Regions from separate parts of the Mus musculus genome. Here region 1 is linked to region 2. A link is a contact called in public HiChIP or PLAC-seq data. All regions are on one chromosome and are shown on one strand. The core of a region is the stretch at or near the end of the contact, and the rest is flanking DNA. Distances in the headings are between cores, read along the strand shown.

The links. HiChIP or PLAC-seq counts read pairs in DNA pulled down with a chosen protein or histone mark.
Region 1: a contact with region 2 is called in an H3K27ac HiChIP or PLAC-seq map of embryonic stem cells, with 5 read pairs. The contact joins two enhancer-like sites. A contact is called at or near these places in 2 of 39 promoter capture datasets (embryonic stem cells and hippocampal neurons), 5 of 484 Hi-C or Micro-C datasets (the N1E-115 cell line, erythroblasts, natural killer cells and 2 more), 7 of 115 datasets of contacts at active chromatin or transcription factors (the SCID.adh cell line, astrocytes, bone marrow-derived macrophages and 3 more) and 2 of 9 other capture datasets (adipose tissue and liver).

Annotation. Positions count from the first base shown.
Region 1 is chr10:41,461,091-41,466,100 of GRCm38.p6, reverse strand. Zbtb24 (zinc finger and BTB domain containing 24) reads right to left here. Exons shown (of 7, transcript NM_153398.3): 6 at 3,741-3,822; 7 at 519-1,824. The coding sequence ends at 1,059. Among named protein-coding and RNA genes, the nearest start is that of Mical1, 13 kb to the left of the region's middle. Within about 2 kb of position 1,355, at least 20 of the 459 cell types and tissues checked have an H3K27ac peak or open chromatin away from gene starts, as enhancers often do. A contact at or near this core is called in embryonic stem cells, where this site is marked.
Region 2 is chr10:41,829,239-41,834,549 of GRCm38.p6, reverse strand. The region is part of intron 1 of Sesn1 (sestrin 1); the gene reads right to left. Among named protein-coding and RNA genes, the nearest start is that of Sesn1, 21 kb to the right of the region's middle. Within about 2 kb of position 3,474, at least 40 of the 459 cell types and tissues checked have an H3K27ac peak or open chromatin away from gene starts, as enhancers often do. A contact at or near this core is called in embryonic stem cells, where this site is marked.

The DNA.
Region 1 (5,010 bases), core at 106-2,605, 370 kb after region 2:
TAGAACAAAAATGTTCTTGCTAACCTGAAGAACTGTCTATTTCTTTCACTTGCATGGGTGGAAATTCCTGTCATCTAAGGTAAGCCGGGCAATGGCTGTGAAGGAGACGCCCAGGTCACACCACTGTCCACCTCTATCTCTTCCCTATATCTTCTCAAGCCTGGCGCTGTCTTCCTGAGAAGCCGGTCAAAGGCTTCAACTAATGCAGTGATCTTGAAAATGTAACCCAAACATAACTTAACCTTTTGGTGATGGTTTGGAAGTCACACAGTCATAGACACAGGTTGGGTACTTTTCGCTCTGAGGCTCAAAATTAAGTGGTACGGTATGGGATTTAACCTAGACTACAATAAAAATCGATCAGTGTGTTGTTCTCCCTCTAGGAAGTTCTAAGATCAAACATATAAATCAGTATTTTGCACTCAAGTAGAATTCAGCAGTGTATATAGGACTTATATTATATGGAGTAAACTTTTTGAGTCCCAGGTCATTAAGAAGCCTTTTTGATAAAGATCAAGTATCAGTGTCTGACAAAATTTGGTTTATTTGGAATGAGTGTCTAGATCCAGTTTCATACTTTGGAGATTTTTTAAAATAAAATTTAATAGCTGCTTCTTTAAAAAATGTATAGATACATGTTTTGAAGCAAAGTTGAACTCAAACAATTTAAAGGTACTTTGGCTTTTACGTCATGAGTACGGTTTCTGAGTATGAATCTACCTTCAGTACAACTTGGTCAGCTGTACCACACAAAGATAAAATTCAAGAGGTGGACTCTGAGGGGCAAAAGTTACGCCTAAGAGAAGTACCAGGATGGACCCTCTCTACCCAATGATTCAACCTATGCATGAGTGTTTGTTCTAAACAAGACCATACTCTATGGCTGTGGACATTCAACACTTATAGAAACATATAAAACCAATGACCCCAAAGAAAAGCTACCAATCTTGAAGAGACAAAGTAGATCAAATTGGAACCCCCCCTCATTTAAGTATGAGTTGGTATTACAGATAAGACAGTTTCTGCCCTGATGGAGCCCACGATAAAGAATGGCTGGCTCACATCTTTAAGGATCTGTAAGATGATGGCCCAAAAGGCCACCCTGCCACTGTTGCTCCAGGGGAAGGGTCTAGTGGAACGGCCAGAGGCGCTTGGGTCAGCTCTGCTCCTGGCCTAGTGGAGGGGACAGGGGTGGCTCGGGCTCCTGTGTCAGCTGCAGGTACTGAGCTGGTTGTTTGCTCCTGGTGGGCGTGGAGATGCTCCAGCGTTTCCTTGGAAAGTGTGATGACATGCACTGGCTCAGTCTGGGAGGACTCCATCTGGCCTCCAATCACACTGAGGCTCTGAATGTGCTCTGCCTGCTCCTGCTGAGCGGAAAGGATCAGGCCCTGCAGCTGCTCAGGCTGCTGTGTGAGCAGGGTGATGTTGGCAGCCGGGTCTGTGGCCATGCTCTGGGGGCTCTCGGCAGCCACGATGCTGACCCCCTGGCTGGGACCTGGCATGAAGTTAATGTTATGCACAGAGTCGGTGACAAGAAGCTGAATCTCCTGCTCTCCCGACGTGGAGAGCTGGTATGGTTGCAGCTGAAGAATGTTCCTGCCCTCGTCCACATTACTGCCAGAAACACTGCTGGAGTCTGCCGTGTGCTTCTCTTTGCTGTGGATTTTCAAGTGTGCCTTCAAATTGTCTAGGCGAGCGAACTGTAAGCCACACTCGGGGCAGGAGAAGGGCTTCTTGCCCGTATGCAGGATGCAGTGTCTCCTCTTGGCACTGGAGTCAGAGAAGCATTTGCCACAGATGCTGCAGGAGTATGGCTTTTCTCCTCTGTAAGAAAACATACAGAAACACTTGCCTTCCATTTCCTGGTTCACTCAGGCAGAAGCAGTCAAGAGGAATGAAATGTCAAACCCTGCACCTGACCCTTGAGTGCTTACTGTCGCTTAATGCCAGTGACTCAATCCATGTCAAAACCTTTACAATAAACTCTAACTCTGCTTTACATCAAACAAACAAACAAACCACCCCAAAACCAAAACTAAAGAACACAGGAATACTGACCAGAATGATTCCCGAGTCACAGGTTCTCCTACCAACTTACGGACTCTGAGGGAGCCACTTCTATGTGCTTCAGTTTCAAGTCTCAAAAAGAAAAAAAAGGTGGGGCTGGAGAGATTGCTCGGCGGTTAAGAGCACTGACTGCTCTTCCAGAGGTCCTGAGTTCAATTCCCAGCAACCACATGGTGGCTCACAACCATCTGTAATGGGACCAAATGCCCCTTTATGGTGTGTCTGAAGACAGCTACAGTGGACTCATATACATACATAAATGGATAAATAAATAAATAAATAAACGAAAAGGATTACAAAAGGGCTATAAAGGGGCTAAGGTAGGGTGGCAGATGGGACTGGGCTATATGGGCTAAACTTTGTAATTTTGTTGTTTCATGTTTCAAATAACAACATAAACATTTCATACTGCAAGGACAGTTCTATTTTGGTTTAGTTCCTAGAGCTTCTTTTTAGATTTTATGTATTATGATTAATAGCAATATTAAAAAATTTGAGCAGCTCCTAATTATTTTTGAAGCTTTTAGGTATATATCTAAATCCAGCCTGGGAGTCATTTTTCTGAAACATTTGTTCAGAATATACTTTCTCTTTGGATGGAATTTTCTTTGGCTTCAAACTCGATCCCCCTGCCTCTGCCTAGCAGGTGCGGGGCTTGTAGGCATCCATGATCATAATCAACTCCAGATAATGTTAACTCCAGATAACTTTTTTTTCTTCTTCTTTTTTTTTTTTTAAGATTTATTTATTTATTATATGTAAGTACACTGTAGCTGTCTTCAGACACTCCAGAAGAGGGAGTCAGATCTTGTTACAGATGGTTGTGAGCCACCATGTGGTTGCTGGGATTTGAACTCCAGACCTTCGGAAGAGCAGTCGGGTGCTCTTACCCATTGAGCCATCTCACCAGCCCTTTTTTCTTCTTTTGACACATGGTCTAACTCTATAGTATAGGCTAGCCTTGAACTTGTGGATCACCCTCCTGCTTCTACCTCTGGAGTGATGAGACTTCAAGGGTACCATACTTACTGATGTTTGTATATGCCCTGTCTTTGTGTGCATGTGGAGCCCAGAGGTTACACTGATTCTTCTCTATCACCCTCCACCTTGCTTTTGGAGACAGGCTTCTCACTGAACCTGGAGCTCACATCTGGTTAGACTGTCGGTCAGACAACTCCTGGGATGCACTCTCTTACATGCACGCAGAGCTACCTCTGGCTTTTACACGGGGGCTAGAGATCTGAACAAACCCTCAAACAGCTTAGTCACTGAGCCCCCCTCTCCAGGCCCTAATGTTTAGTTTTGATTGAGGATGTAAGCCACCCTCAATACAAATTAAATAATGAAACCAACAATGCAAATTTTATTGGTCAGAATCCTGTTGATTTTGCCTAAATGAGAAATTTAATTAATGAAAAAATAAAATAAACCACACATAAAATTCTACCATGGTACCAACTAGAGAAGAGGCTTATATATAGTCATAGGTCACTCCAGAGAATGCCAGGGTTCAAGGGGGTCACCAAGTGATAGAAGTACCTAAGACACTTTACTGAAGCAGCCAAGGGGTGGCTTTCACCTATAATCCCAGTGCTCAGGGCGGAGAAGCACGAGTCTGAGTTTGAGGCCACTGAGAGCTGAGCCCTGCTTTACTCAAACCCAAAGCAGCTTACCGGTGGATCCTGATGTGGGTCTGAAGGGAGCTCTTTGCTGTGAAAGATTTCCCACAGATTTCACAAGTAAATGGCTTCTCGCCTTAAAACAAGGAAAAAGAGGAAAGTGTTTATGACTACACACCCAATGTTAAAAATAATCCAAACACTTTATCTGACAATGGGAAAGGAAGGAGGCAAGCTCTGTCAGAGTGCGGGAAGCACTTCTAGACAGTTCCTCTGCTCCTGGGCTCCATAGAGCGCCAAGAGGACGGATGCAGAGGTGTGGCTCCTTCCATGAGAGCTGAGGGAGAGGCAGCTCCTGTGGGAAACAGAAGCACTCAGGTTGACTTCTGCACTTTCTCCCTTGCTTTACTATTTATTTAGCTTACATACAAGAGTCCTCTATCTGCATGGACACTGCACACCAGAAGAGGGCATCAGATCTCATTACTGATGGTTGTGAGCCACCATGCGCTTGTTGGAATTGAACTCAGGACCTCTAGAAAAGCACACAGTGCTTTCTTAACCTTTGAGCCATTTCTCCAGCCCACTCCTACATTTTCTAACCCTGACTAACACTGACTCTTGCCCTACTGTGGATCTTCTGGGCTAGGTGACCCACTAGATCTTTGAAGGGACTCCTGTGCACTAGGGCTTAGTATTCACACTTACAGCTGCCTGCCAAATATGTGCAGAATCTGACTATTCCCTCTTGGATTACAGCAGCCTCCAAAAGGGCCTACTGCTTCCTGGCTTCACACTGTCACCAAGGCAAACAATGACTGCAGCCTCTCTACTCCAGCAGACCACTTCACAGTGGTAGCAGATGCTCTAATAGCCCCATCTGAAGACAGCAGCCAAAGCTTTAGATTACACCACACACACACACACATGCACATGCACACACAGCCCCACACACTCAGAGTCTGCTATTCCAGAAACCCTGCCAAGTGAATGACTTTCCCAGGGGTGGTGTAAGGCTCACATAAAATGTGCAAATGCTCAGAGATGTGGGACTGTGAAAGGTAGCCTGGTTCCTGGTTGAGCTAATGTGGGCAAGAGAAGTTTGAAGAACGCCAGCAGCAAGACCCAGCCTCACTGGAGGACAGCAGGGCAGAGCCGACTTGAGATGCTCTTTCAGACTATACTGTGCCCAAGCTCCACCAGGCAGGGCATGGATGCCCCAGCAAGCTATTTCAATCAGCAAGTTCACATTAGTAAGTGTTATCACTCCCGGGTGGCTTTCTAATCAAAGGTGGGGTCTACTCAGGCCTTGGTCAGTGTCCAC
Region 2 (5,311 bases), core at 2,225-4,724:
AGAAAAAAGCAACTATATCTCTTTGACATGCTTATTTTTTAAAATTATTTTTAGCTTTTTATGAGTATTTTGTCTACATGTAAGCACGCTGAGACCAGAGGAGGGCACTGCATCCCCTGGAACTGGAGCTACAAAGGGTTGCGTGCTACCATGCAGGCACTGGGAAGGAACCTGCAAGAGCAGGAAGTGCTTGCTCTTACCTGCTGAGCCATCTGGCCAGCCCAGATTTATCTTTAGAATCTACATTGTTTGACAACTCTTCATTCTAATAGCATTTTAACCTGGCTGCCTTCTGGTGAATGCAGGGTTATATAACCACTAGGCTTGCAGTTTAGCTCTTCTTACACAGCTAGACAGCTTGAACCCCAACCCCTCCTTACCCTTACACTTCTAGGACATGGAGTTTGTCCAAGTGCAGCAGCCTGTCCTTCCAACGGCTAATCCCAACAACCATGAACATACCTCTAGACTGTGTTGGAGGACATAGGGTAGATGCAAGGAGTATACAGAGCTCTGATATAAAGGGAGGGAGGGTGCCACATTTTATGGGGTAGGACTTGGGGTTGGAACACAGCATAGACAGACCATATACTGGCTAGAACTACCATATTACAGGGGCCAGTGAAAGGTATATAGCCATGGTCTTGTTCCTGTTCTTAGCTGGAATCTTCTTTTGTCAAAGACAACCAAAGCTTATGACTCAGGAATTATTACCCCAAACCACAAACCTGAAAATTTAACTACTGACCTAAAATACTGTATTAGCTCTCCATTACTGGTACGTGTGTGTTTTTCCCATTAACATTTTCTTTTTAACACAGGGCTATGATATGCAGCCCAGGCTGGCCTTAAACTTCCGAGTTCTGTGATTGTAGGCACAAGCCACTACACCTAGGAATTCCAGAATTTTTAAATGTTCATCATGGTACTCCTCAAACTGTAAACATGAATTAAAGTTAAAAATTGGTTTAGAAATTTTAAGAAATGTTAGTAGAAGTGCTGAGAGTCAGCATTTCCAGTGCCCTCCTAGTCAATACAAAGACTGCTTGTATCTGAAGAAAAGAGGCTTATAAAAGAACCTTCCTTAAAAGATGAGGTCAGCCACCTGCTTAAGAAGGGGCCTTCTCTCCTGGCTTGCTCACCCCATTTAAAGACAGGCAGCTCCAGCTGGTCCTGGCAGATAGGTAGGAAGCTAGGTACAAACTGTCAAGTAGTAATAATAATAGCTAACATGTATCCATTCATTCACACACCTGCTTATATGCACTAGTGTCAGACAAGAGACTAAGCAATGAACAGACAGGTCTTAATCTTCATGGAGCATACACTATTAATCCCAAGTAATTAAAAAACATAACAATCTCAAGCAGCATGGAATTAGGAAGGGAAGAACACAACTGCAGTCCTGGCCAAGATAGAGAGAGACTGAGGTTCAGAGAACTGAGTACCAGTCTTGGCTTTATAGTTCATGCCTGCTTGCTTCTTCTCCTCTTTAAAAACTGTTACAAAGTAAAAGGAGGCACAGGGCTAATGCCTTACAAAGATCAATATGCTATTATCTTTATGTTACTGACTGTAAAACAGAAGCTTGGGGTTGGGAGAAGAGAATAGGTTGGCAGAGAGGCACAAAATTATAGAATTCCCAAAAATAATGTTTGAGAAAAAATATATATTTAAGTTGATTTAAAGACAATATAATGCATATATGAAACACAATGTAATGTTTATATATGTGGATGCATATATAATGTTTCTGTGTGTTAAAAAAAATAAAGTTGGATTGCCAGGTGGTGGTAGTATACACCTTTAATCCCAGCACTTGGGAGGCAGGGACAAGTAGATCTCTGTGAGTTCAAGGCCAGCTTGGTCTACAGAATAAGTTCCATAACAGCCAGGGCTACACAGAGAAAACCACCAGTCTTGAAAAAACAAACAAACACAAGCCCAGAAAGCAAATACAACCAATCTAAACAAAACAAAACATTAAAACCTTTTTAACTTAAAAAATAATTCCCCAAACAAGACAAACATCAACAAACTAAAACTTAGAGCACTAACTAGCTTGCCCCGTAGAGCGTTAGCAAGAGCCAGTGTGTGTGCACAGCAGTCTGGCAGGGGCAGCTCTGGACCGTGGCGTATTTGTCTGTCTCACATTACCAAGGCTGCAGCTGTGCTGTGCTCAGCTCTGTCCCACATTCTGGAATCAAATCTGAAACTTTCTGCCTGTGACCTGCATGCCTGGGAGACCTGCTGCTTAGCTAAGAAAAGTTCAGCCCCATGCAATGAGCATCCTCGTCAAGAGCAGCAAGCTGGTGCTTTCTCACGAAAGTGTACTTTTGCTGGCTTAAGGCTCTCACATTTCAATTGTAAAAAGTCTTCTCTAACAGTTTCAGGAAGTAAGTGTCCTGTGCATGTGGCAGCTCAGGTGGTCTGCTGCTGTTCTGAGGCAAGGTCTCAGGTAGCCCAAGCTGGCCTTGAATTCACCTAATGGCCCAGGATGCTCTTCAACTTCTGACCTTCCTTCCTGTACCCACCCCCAAGTGTTAGGATGTTGGGCATGTACCACCACACCCAACTTCTCAATTTTTTTATGGAGGGTACTCTTTGAAAAATTGATACACTTGGGTTTTCCCCCAAAAGTACATGCAAGAATACACTGTTTTCTCTGTAACTGATGGGTCACACAACATCCTAAAAAGCCAAAATCTTCAATTTGAACCATTAAGCTGTAGCCTCTCCCAGAACAAGTCTTGGCTTTGCTTCCTGGAAAACAAGAACAAGTCTCCTTTGGTAATCAGTTTGGGGCAGTTAAGACTGCCCACTACTCTCTGCAGAGAATGTGAGGTCCATTCTCAGATCCCATGTCAGCACACTCACAACCACTATACGCATGTGCACACAGACAGACAGACAGACAGATGTGCATGTGCACACACATATATATACATAGAGCGAGAGACAGGGATGGGGGAGAGAATGTTTGCTTTACTGGTTTCATGTTCTCATCTTCCCAGAAACTACTCTCCAAGGAGCACATATGCGTTGAGCCCAACTGTGTACCTGCCCAGCTGGATGGTCTAGTCAGATCATCTACCTCTCCAGCTCACGCTCCTTGTGTTGAGTGACTGGATAAAAGCAGCGAGTGCATGCCACAGGCCCAAGAACAGCATCTGGGGGGGGGGGCGAGTTAACTAGACTATGGGCTCTGAGGTCAGCAGTCTTCTCCACCTCTCTTCCACACAGATACCTGTGCAGGTACCTGGAACAGTCTGAGACAGTAAGTGAAAGAGGAGATCAATACTATCACCAGTTAAGCTTGGATATTTAAACTTGGAATTATCTCCTTTCTCCTTTCAGACTCCCTCTAAAAGAAGACAACTGAAAACACAAATGTTCTTAAGTTGTACACACATCTTCTCTTGAGGCCTACAGCATCAAAATTGATGACAAACTAGACTTGAGTTGAGTCAGAGTGCCACCTAGTGCTCACAGCAGCTAACTGCTGAGAACTCAGGAAATGTCCTTGGTGAACAAGGAGGCAGGCGGGCACAAAAATGTAAAGTGAGTGGAAAACTGTCATTAATGGCCAGAGTCTTCAAAAGAAAGGTAACTATAAGGAAAATCAGACATCTGCAGCTTTAGACGCTAGTACATGCGCGCATACATATGTACCATACTAGAGAAAACTTACTTCCGAGTACCCTAAAGTTCTACTTCCTGCAGAATCATTCTGTGAATAGAATCTGGTGCACAGCATTCCCCTTGTATCCTTGGCTTCTCTTTCTATGGCTTTATAATCGCTAGTCATGGTCAGCCATATCCAGAATCAACAATGCGTAAATTTTAAATCACGTGCTATTCTGAGAAGTGATCTCATACCATGCTGCCAGGCCTGTGATTTACTCTTTTCCAGAGTGTGCATGCCACATGCCACATACACTACCCACTCAGTATCTTTTTAGTGGCCACCTCAGTTTTCATAACAGCTGCTGGCTCCAATGTAAGGCTCGCAGTGAAGTAGTGCATACCCAGGAGCCCATAATGTCAAAACACCCAACTTGTTCAGCTCAGGCACCTTATCACTAGTATTGTTAGCATCTTCTGAATACTCACTGGTAGTACCATCTGAAATCTCAAAAAGGGAGAGTTCTAGAAGACATTAGAAGAGAGGAAAAACACATCCATATAGCTTTAATTACAACAAGTAGTTGTTCTGTTATTGTTGTAAACTTAGGTTTACATTGTAGGTACATGCTGAGGCAGGAAGATCAAAAGTTCAAGGTCAGCCTGGGCAACTTTGCAAGACTTTGCTTCAGATTCAAATTTAAAAATTGGGAGGTGGGAATGGTGGTACTTGTAATCCCAGCATGTGGGAAGTGAAAGCAGGAGTATAAGGAGTTCAAGGTCATCGTCAGCTATGTAGTGAGCTTAAGGCAAGCCCGGGCTACATGAGGCCTTGTCACAAACAAACAAATGGAGTGCAGCTTGGTGGAACAGTCCTTGCTCAGAATTCCTTAAGTGGCTGCCTAGTACTGTACAAAGCTAGGTTTGATGGTTCATAGTTATAATTCCAGCACTTGGGAGGCTGATGCAGGAGGACTGTTGTAAGTTCAAGTTTAAGGTCAGCCTGGGCTACATAGTAACTTCTAGACCAGCCCATGTTTGTCTCAAAAATACCAATTAAAATTTATAAACAGCAAATAAATTTGAAAATGGTTTAATTTTTGAACCATTGGGATGACTATACTAAAAATGACATGAGAAAATGTTTCTTATTAAAATTAGTATTCTCTATAATTGAAGGAAGGCCCTTACTTCAACATATTATATGTAGTGGGATAAAATTTTTCAAATTTCTATCAATTATATAATAATTTCTGGTGGTTCTGAAACAACTAAAGATGATAAAGATTAGGGCTTATAGCATAAAGAAATTATTTTACCTCCACCTTTCAGACATGACTAAGTTGATAGTAATACACAGCAGTGTTTTAGTTAGGGTTTCATCGTTGGGAAGAGACACCATTACCAAGGTAACTCTCATAAAGAAATATTGAATTGGGACTGGCTTACAGTTTTAGCGGTTCAGTGCATTACCATCATGGTGGGGGCAGGGCAGTGTGCAGACAGGCATGGTTCTGGAGGAGGAGCCGAGAAGGCTACATCTTGATCCGACGGCAGCCAGGAGAGGACTCTGGCTCACTCTGATCAGACTTAAGCATGTATGTGGGACCTCAAAGCCCCACCTCCACAGTAACACATTTCCTCTACCAAGGCCCTCTCCCAGTAAGGCCACATCTCCTAATAGTGC